3 separate regions of the Gossypium arboreum genome follow, and all the other regions are linked to region 1. A link is a contact called in public Hi-C data. All regions are on one chromosome and are shown on one strand. Each heading gives the region's core, a stretch centred on a gene start, on an enhancer-like site or on the middle of the called end of the contact. The rest is flanking DNA. Distances are from core to core; before and after follow the strand shown.

Region 1 (3,042 bases), core at 213-2,712:
GCGAGGTTCATCCCAAGTTCTACCATCTCCATATCTCTCATGATATCGCCCTTTATTACTTGAACCTTTAAGAATCTTGGTCAGCCAACCCATTATTTGAAATGCTTTTTGCTAACCAAGCAGTGTTCTTTTGCCTGCAACACCAAGTCATCCAGTTAGGAAAGCAAAAACAATTTTGACTCCCGAAATGGAATTGCAACTATAACTATAGATAGGGGAAAGCCATTATTAGAAAACAATAAGTGTTTATATAGCGTTAGATATGATTCTCGTAAAATATATAAAGGAGTTTCCACTTTAGGAGGCATTATCTAAATTGACCGACTGTCAAGGCTGTTGACTTCAATCATACAAAAACTATTTTTAACATAAATAATAGATAAAAGAGAAACTAGTCAATGACAGTACAAGTTTTGACCCAAATCATAAAACTCAAAGGGGTTACCAAATGCAATGAAATTTTCTTAAGTACAATATGGATTTCCCAAATTCAATCCCATAAAATAAATTTCCCCAAGGACCAGAATCCAATTTCCCAGACTTTCATACAATTATTGCTTTCGGTGGCCTTAAATTGCCTCATCTCATCTCATCTCCTCTCATATTCATATAAATATGTAAGCACTCAAAACTAGCAGAACCAATATTGATGAGTAAAACAAATTATATATAAATACTGGAAATCAAAATGATATCAAACAATAGGCGATGAAGTGAATAAAGAAAAAAGTTAAAAAGAAACAAAGACTAACCAAAGAGTGAAGAATATGCAGAAACAGCAGAACCTGATGAATCCCAGATCAGGAACAACACGAAATTGATATGAATGCATAGTCATGGAATTATAGGAGACAAAAGGATATTCCAAGTTAGACCCTTAATTGCCATCATCTTAGAAAGAAAATAGAAAAAAACTGACCTTTCTTTTCTTATTGTGACGGACAAAAAAAAAAAAGAAAGTGTTAAATAACCAATTCCTAGTGAAAGATAAAGTAGAAAAAAGTAGAGAGTATGAATTAAAAAGAGAGCTTGAATCCTAAGCAAAAACAAAATCACAGTGAAAGCAGGGTTGGGAAATTGAAAATAGCGATCATCCGGGTGTATGATGTTTAGCGTAACAACCACCAAAAAGATTGGTTTTTTATAAAGCAGATTAAAGGAATGAAGAAAAGGCATATGGGTTTGTTGAATTGTTACATTAACAAGTGGGTCCTTCATGTTATTGCCCATTTTCCACCACACTCCACTACACGTCAATAACACTTCAGCTTTTTTTGCTTTTCTTGTTGAAAAACATGACAATGAGAGAGGGAGAGAGAGAGGAAAGAAAAGAAGGTAGGACTTGAATTTCATTTCTTGATCTTCCTTTTGCAGTTGAGTTTTGTGGGGGGCACTTGCAGTTACTCTGTACTTACTCTGGTTTATTTTGTGTCCCTAGTTTTAGCACCCCTCCTTTTAGGTCACTGCCCCACGAATCACATTATGTTAAATGGCAAAACAATAAGCTCACCCTTTTTTTTAATAATAACCTCATTAATAAATTGTTGAAGCTGGTTTAATTTGATTCAAAATATGAATATACTATTATTATTATTTAATATCATATTAAGAAAGTCTCTATATTAAAAGCTAGATTATATTTTATCTAGAAAAATAGTTAAATCAATATTTGTAAATTAGATTAAAGAACAAACTAGTTTTTCTATTAGAATTTTATCTATTTAATTTATAAAGGAATCATCTATTTTATTATTAAAATTACTTTATATGTCAATATAAGTACACATAACACGACATATGTCATTGTTGGATTTTCTTATACCAATTTTTAACCATATAAATGGATTAAATTTTTAACAAAAATGACAAATTTACTCTTTTTAAATAGATACGACAAAATATAATCTAACTCTTAGTTCAAGAATCTCTATGGAGCTTTTGGCCAATATCCTACAACCAACCAATGTCGCCCTTTTGAATTATTTTTATTTTTTCAGTTTACTATTTAAAATTTTTTTTTATCTCACTTAAAGTTTCATTAGTTTATTCATTTAAAAAAAAAACTCCTCAAAAATAAACCCAAACCAGCAAAAATAGTAAAATTTTCAAGAAACAAGTTAAAAAACTACTCCTAATGTCAATACCAAATAGCTTGAAAAGATAACCCTTCATTTTTTCTTTTCTAAAGGAAGCTTAAAAAGTAAATTTGAAAGATCCATTATCCATAGAAACATTTTTTATATGATAATCAATCATCTGCAATATATACATATAAGGTTCCTAATGAGTGTATAAGCATGTGCATGCTTTTTTTGTTTACTATTCTATTTCTTGTATCCAACACCATACCTTTCATTTGCATGTGCCCTCAATCTAGAGACAGCTAAATTTCATGAGTCTAAGTGCTTGTTCAGATTATACTTAATCAATAATTTATTTAAAAAAAAAAGTTTACTCAAATTAGTCGGTGCATGCAAGGCTTGTTTATTGCTAATTTATTGGTTTGTTATAGATTAGGTGATATATTTATATAAATAAAAAAAATAAATTATAGTTTTCTTGTTCGGTTGCGTATAGATGTGTAGCTTTCAGGCTGCTTTTTATTGATGGCAGTTAATTAGGTGCTAGCTGAAGTTTGATAATTTCAATACTAAATCTTTTTAATTAAGTACCTACAAAGTTTAGCTATTTTTGACGGGGTAAAATAAAAATAAAAATTAGGGGTCAAGATTAAGATTAAGTTTTATACTTTTTCATAAGAGTTAAAATGTAATTTCATTTTTATATTAATTTATATTTCTATGGTTTTCAAAAGATTGAATTAAAAATTTAATATTTTTGGAAGGATCAAACTACAATTTATTACATATTAACTTAAAATTTTTAGAGACACAAACAATAATTTCCCATTTTATTGGGTCAAGCCCCCGCCAACCTCTCTCCCTTTGCCTTCTGATTTTGGGCGTAATTAATCTTTATTTCTTTCAATCGGTATTCCAATTTCTAATATATATATATATAAGTGTAAATTTAAAATTACTA
Region 2 (3,042 bases), core at 145-2,644, 490 kb after region 1:
GTATGTATGTTAAAAAATTAAAATTCCCAACACCCTAATAAATTCCTTTTGAATTGAAATCAAATTAAGGCTACTGCAAAACTATGATACATTAGTTGGAATGGCTCTGAAAAATATGTAGGTGGCTTGACAGAAGGCAGAACTGCTGGTTCTGTGTAGTTCAAGCAATTCATTTGCCTTGGTTGTGTTTACAATTTTATACAAGTATATAATATTAAGCTTCGAAGGGAACGAAAATGGCGATGAACCCAATAACCAGTCCCAAACAAATGATAGAAGGACAATGCAAAAGCAACCAAAACGGCTGGTAAAGATTGAGAAATGAAGTCTTAGAGCTGAGCATAGCAATAGGCCATGACAAGTTGCCTTCAGTTCTAAATTCCAAGGAGCTGGAAAGGTTGATGAACCGGCTAACAAAGTTAGATGGAGATGGCTACTAGTACTTTCCTAAAGTGAAAAACACCAATCCAATCGAAAACCGTTGACTTTTCCAATCTATTTCAGATAATATTAGTCACATTTATGAAAAAAGAATTGCAAAAAGCATTAGCCAAAAAAAAAAAAAATTCCCTGAATTAACCTGCAGATGAACATGTCGAATGTTACCACCCTGATCATCACCTGAGAATGAGTTTAGAGCGGCTTGAGGAGAGGTCAACACTGTATCTACCAAGGCCAGCACTAGCTTTAATGGCGAGAGAACACAAGTCTGGCAAGGTAAGGGGTTTATGTGATTGGGAGAGTGGCAACAAGAAGTAGATTTGTCCAGGTTGAAGGTCCTCATCAACAGGCATTTGAGGCACACAAGTACCGATGGACATCGACTCTGAGCTGCAGAGGAAGCAGTCGGGGTTGAGGGAAATGATGTTGTTGGCTTGGATTGATTGCCTGAACTCTTGGACACGACCATCCATGTGAACCACCGTGGCTGCCATCGATGACCGTTTGGTTGCGCTCGATGATCCTCCTCCTCCTCCTACTGTTTTGCCTGGTTTTGAGGTTGAAGTTGAGGATACACAGGCACCCATTTAGGCTTCTCTAACAATTCTTTTTTATTGGTGTGTTTGAGGGAAGGCTAGAAAAGAGTTTGATGGAGAGGGCATCCATTACATTTATATATATGGGTAGTTTTTATATTATTAATTGTCGATGATATGCCTGCCTGGATGCAATATTTGGGGGAAATATTATGTAAAAAATTTCCCCAAATGAAATTTGATGTAAAGTGTGAATTTAAGTTGTTAGATACCGAAACCTCCGTAGTGACAAGAATTTCAATCCCAGTGCGACTTAGCTCATAGTCCCTTTTCTATGGACAAATGTCAGTCGTTGAATTATACACAGTATTTTAAGTACTACAAAATTCCTAAACCCTTAAATATAACTTTTAATTTTAAATTAAAAATATTCCAATGGCTAATAACCCTTAAATAAAATCTTGAATACAAAAAAAAAAAAAAAAGTTTTATTTTCTATTTGAGTGTGTATTAAATGTGCTTAAGTATTTTTTTGTGTTTTCCTGGTAAGAAAATTACAAGCCACTAAGGTCACTTCATAATGCAAATTAAAGTCACATTTGGCATAAAAGCCAAAAGGCAACTCACCGGCACTTTATTTTGTCTTCTAGTTTTCTGCGTCATGCCCATATATGTATTAGGTTCACACTTCAACAAATTAACCCTAACTTCAGTTCCATTCGCTTTGGTTTTATTTTTAAATAATTTGTTTTGATTCTATTTTAAAATAAGTTTTGTACAAGATTTTTGAAGTTTTTAATTTCAAAAGATATTTTTATATAATATTTTTAATTATTTTAAATATAAAATATTTATTTTTATATAGTAAAATTAAAATTTAATCTCTTGTAATTATGAATTTTTTAACTTGTTAACCAAGACTATTTAAAACACAACAATTTAGATAGATTTTCGATTTCTCAATTTCTTTTCCCAGCCCTACAACAAATTGCCAAATCTTAAGCGTTTTATATTCTAATTTAATGCATTTAACATATCTAATTATTTTTGAGAGATTATATTTTTAGAATTTAAATCTACATATTTACAATCTCATTCATTATTTTCAAAATATGATATCATGATAATTAATATCGTGTGGGTAAATATATTTATTAGTATAATTTCAGATTTATGACTAATTTTGCATATACATAAATTATTTTTAAAATATTTAACATAAAAATAATTTAATGGTCAAATTTGAATCCCATCTCACAAGTAACTTTATGCACAATAACAAAAATAGTGCACAGTTTGAAAAGGATAATCTATGCCCACTATCCACTATGTTCATATCTTGTTTGACAAAATAGGGAAAAAGGAAACTGTGGAAAAGGCAAAATGAATGTGGTCCATTTATTTATCTTATTATATAATAAATTTTGACAATCTCATTTGAAAGCTTCAATAATTAATTGCTTCTTCTTTTTTTAAAGAAATTAGAAATTAGATATCAAAATCAAACAATTAATTATAATTTGGACCAAATACCTAAATAATATCATTCTTAAATTATTGGTACCTTGAAGTCCAAGCAAGGTTCAAAAGATTTTTTTTTTCCTGCTAATGGAAAGTGAAATCCCATTGAATCAGCATAACCCAAAGTCCATTTTCTAATGCTATGATGTTTCCCTATATAACTAATGGGCAGCAACAAATTGAAAGCTATATATCTGTTCAGTCATTTTCAAAAATAAAAATAAAATAAATAATGGATTCCCCCTTTTCATTAATTTATATTTTTAAGGGAAAAATTCTCTTTAGTACCTCTTAGTTTCAATATTAAGCAAATTAGTCCCTTATAAAAAAATTTAAAATAATTTGATCCCTGTCAATTTTGAAAGTAAGCAACCAAGGACAATTAATCACAACTATCAGTTGTACATATTATTTATTGGTATAATAATAAATTTAGTTACATATTTTGTAAAGTTAGCCTTGATTTAACAAACTTAGTCCACAATATTTATATGTTTTAAGAATTTGATCTTGATTTAACAAATTTAGCTTGTAACATTTACAC
Region 3 (3,042 bases), core at 159-2,658, 400 kb after region 1:
ATAGGAATATAGCTAGTGGGGAAGGAGGATTAACTTAACTAGATACTAGAAGGGTCTACTTAATATCATTAAATCTCGGGTTAGTAATTACATAGGTTGAACAATTGAATGAAAGATAATTGATTAATTGGAATAAGTGAAGTTAGAGTTCCAAGATCTTAAAAATTGATTGAGAAACTTAACATTTTTCATTATTTTAGTTTAATAGAATTTTCATAATTTTCTTATTTTAATTTTAATAGTAATTAAAATTGATTTTCTTGATCCAGATTAGATAAAATTGAGTAGTTGGCACTTAGTAATTTGGAATTTGGTCCTCCTCGGAACAATATCTTCTTATCACTTTATTACTTGATTCGACATGTGCACTTGCGTAATGAATTTTCACTTGATTTGACACGCATATATCTCTTTACTACTTTTTTACTCTATATTCCAAGTCTTTCGTTCTTAATTCGAAACCTACAATGTAGAGAGAAAAATAACAAGTAAACCTAAACTAACTCTAAAATTAACAAAAATCAAATAAAACATAAATAATTTAAAAATTATAAAATTATAAAATACAGTAAAAATTAATCTAAATACTAAAACGCTATAAAAACTATACATGTTATAGGCTCACTCCCATACATCTATAATAACACTCTTCACAACTAAGCCTTCCTATAGAAAGCTTAATATAAGCATATAAAACACATTGATTTGCAATGAATTGAAATTGTCCTCGTTCAGCTCGATTGTTTGTTACTTGAATAATAAAGTTAAGAGTAGGCTAGTTGAAAAAGATCAAATCTGATCTCCATCACATTACCTCATATAAGTTATCATTATAGCTTGGATAATATTTGAGATAAATATAGGGAATATCCAAATTTGTCTTGATTGCATATCTATTTAAGGAAGAAAAGATAATCCTTTAACTTTTTTCCTATTTACTCCAACACTATTTCCTTGCAATCAATATCTCATTACAAAATCACATCGAAATTTGTCTACCAAAGCAAAACTTGTTGCATTATTATTTACAAAAATTAGTAATTTTTCTGATTGAATTATCTCCTTAATTAACTATTTTATTATATTATAAATAGTTAAAATATAAATATTAATGTTCTTACCTTAGACTATTTTAATCAATATTTTTATTAAAAGATAAACCAATTCTTTTTAAAAATGTGATGATTAAATACAATTCTCTTTAAAATGTTGAATCCAAATTTAATTAAAATATGTATAAATTAACAAAACAAATCAACTTAAGCACTCATTATCTTTTAGAAGTAAAGATTATGTTGTAGGATAATTGAATCTGAATTTTTTATGGAATGAAGACTTGAATCCAAATAATTTTAAATTATAATTTTTTTTATCTAAAAGAGGTCCTATGTCAATTATTTAATTTTACATTATGATCACATTTTTTTTCTTTTAAAATTTGCTTTTTTTCCTCTCTCCTCCCTCCCTCTCTCTCTCTTAGGTGAGGCTAAGGCTATTATTACATGTTTTCTTGAGAAAGAGATGCCAGTTTTCCTCAGCCTCATTTTTCTATTTCCTCTCATTTCCTTATAACTTTCCCTTTTTATTACTTTTTTCTTGGCTATATATTTCATCTCCTCTTTTCAAACAGGAAGAGTTTTTTTTTCTTTAGAAAAAAAGAAAAAAAAAAGAAAAGAAAACTCACTACTGCAAAGAGCAACAAAGAGGAAAAAAAAGGAGAGAAAGAGGAAGAAAGAGACGACACACAGATACAGTGAGAAAGAGAGAGAGAAAGGAAAAGAAAAGAAAGGAGTGAGGGAATTGAAGAAGGCTTTCAGTACCACAGGAAGAGAAAACGATGTCTAAGAGCTTTACATCCTTTCATACTCTGCAACTCTAACAAGGTCTGCTTATGGTATATAATTAATTATATTACACTCTCTTCAAATATGAACTCCACAGCTCAATTTTATGAAAGGGTTACAACCAAATGAAGAGATAGAACTTTGATCCCTTGTTTTTTTCTTTTTCCTTCTGTATAGCTTTCTTTCTTGTTTGATAATATAATATTGTTTATGTTATGAACAGCACTAATTTCAAGATGGGTGTTTATTTGTTGTTGTTTATGGGTTACCGATCCATAAATGAAGGGAAAAAAGGTGAAGGACAGAAGAGTTCGAGGGTTGGCAGAAGGAGAGCAAGTAAGCAAAGCAAAGGATATATAGGATCATGAAGAAGAAGATATTGATATGGGAATAGCTACATCACCAGTCACGCCATCAATTCTTCATCAAATTCCATTTCAAGAAAAGAGTAATCATTCTACAAATTCTATGTCCCAAGATTACCACCACCAAGCAGCTGCTGGCATCTTCAGCTTCTCCAATGGCTTCGAGAGATCAGCCATGAGCCACCAAGAACAACACCAACACCAACAGCAGCAGCAGCAACACTTAGTACAGCAGATCCGGAGAGATAAACAAAGAGTTCAAGGCTTTGAGCCGCCGAGTCTACCATTAGTAGGGATCGAATCAAATGCTCTTCCTGTTTATGAAGCCGAAGGTATGTTATCAGAGATGTTCGACTTCCCTACAGGTGTGGCCGCTTCTGCCGAGTTATTAGACCAGCACGTAGAGCCTAATTATCGAGCACACAGGCCACCGAGTAATAGCAACGAGTGGTTTAGCAACAGGCGAGGTGTGGTTGGGGGTTTGGGACTGGTAGGTGAATCAAAAAATCATGATAACCGTGACACTTTAGCAGCTCAACAGCAACATCAGCAGTTACCAAGCATTAATGCCGACTCAGCAGCTGCCATGAATCTTTTCTTGATGAATCCACAGCCAAGATCACCATCTCCTCCTGCTCCTCCATCATCTTCTTCTAATACTCTCCACATGTTGCTTCCAAACCCATCTACATCTCTTCAAGGGTTTAATGTATCTGGTCCAGCTGGAGGGACTTTCCGTACTACAAGTACTGTACTATCTCCACCTCAATTTACTTGGGTTCCTAATAGTGCTCATGAAGGAGATGACACCGGTTCCCAGCTAAACAACTCAA

Evidence for each region. Hi-C and Micro-C count contacts between places; a contact is called where the count stands out from the background.
Region 2: a contact with region 1 is called in a Hi-C map of leaf, with 5 times the contacts expected there. The contact joins the promoter of LOC108478434 here to the promoter of LOC108486640 in region 1. A contact is called at or near these places in 2 of 5 Hi-C or Micro-C datasets (both in leaf).
Region 3: a Hi-C map of leaf shows a contact between it and region 1, with 2.7 times the contacts expected there. The contact joins the promoter of LOC108479820 here to the promoter of LOC108486640 in region 1. A contact is called at or near these places in 2 of 5 Hi-C or Micro-C datasets (both in leaf).

What each region holds. Positions count from the first base shown.
Region 1 is chr12:16,994,704-16,997,745 of ASM2569848v2, forward strand. It overlaps LOC108486640 (protein DA1-related 1-like), which reads right to left and starts at 1,463. Exons shown (of 12, transcript XM_053022861.1): 1 at 1,198-1,463; 2 at 1-134. The coding sequence starts at 93.
Region 2 is chr12:17,488,340-17,491,381 of ASM2569848v2, forward strand. LOC108478434 reads right to left here and starts at 1,395. Exons shown (of 1, transcript XM_017780893.2): 1 at 24-1,395. The coding sequence starts at 1,028. The coding sequence ends at 618.
Region 3 is chr12:17,399,011-17,402,052 of ASM2569848v2, forward strand. It overlaps LOC108479820 (BEL1-like homeodomain protein 4), which reads left to right and starts at 1,409. Exons shown (of 5, transcript XM_017782629.2): 1 at 1,409-1,883; 2 at 2,068-3,042. The coding sequence starts at 2,229.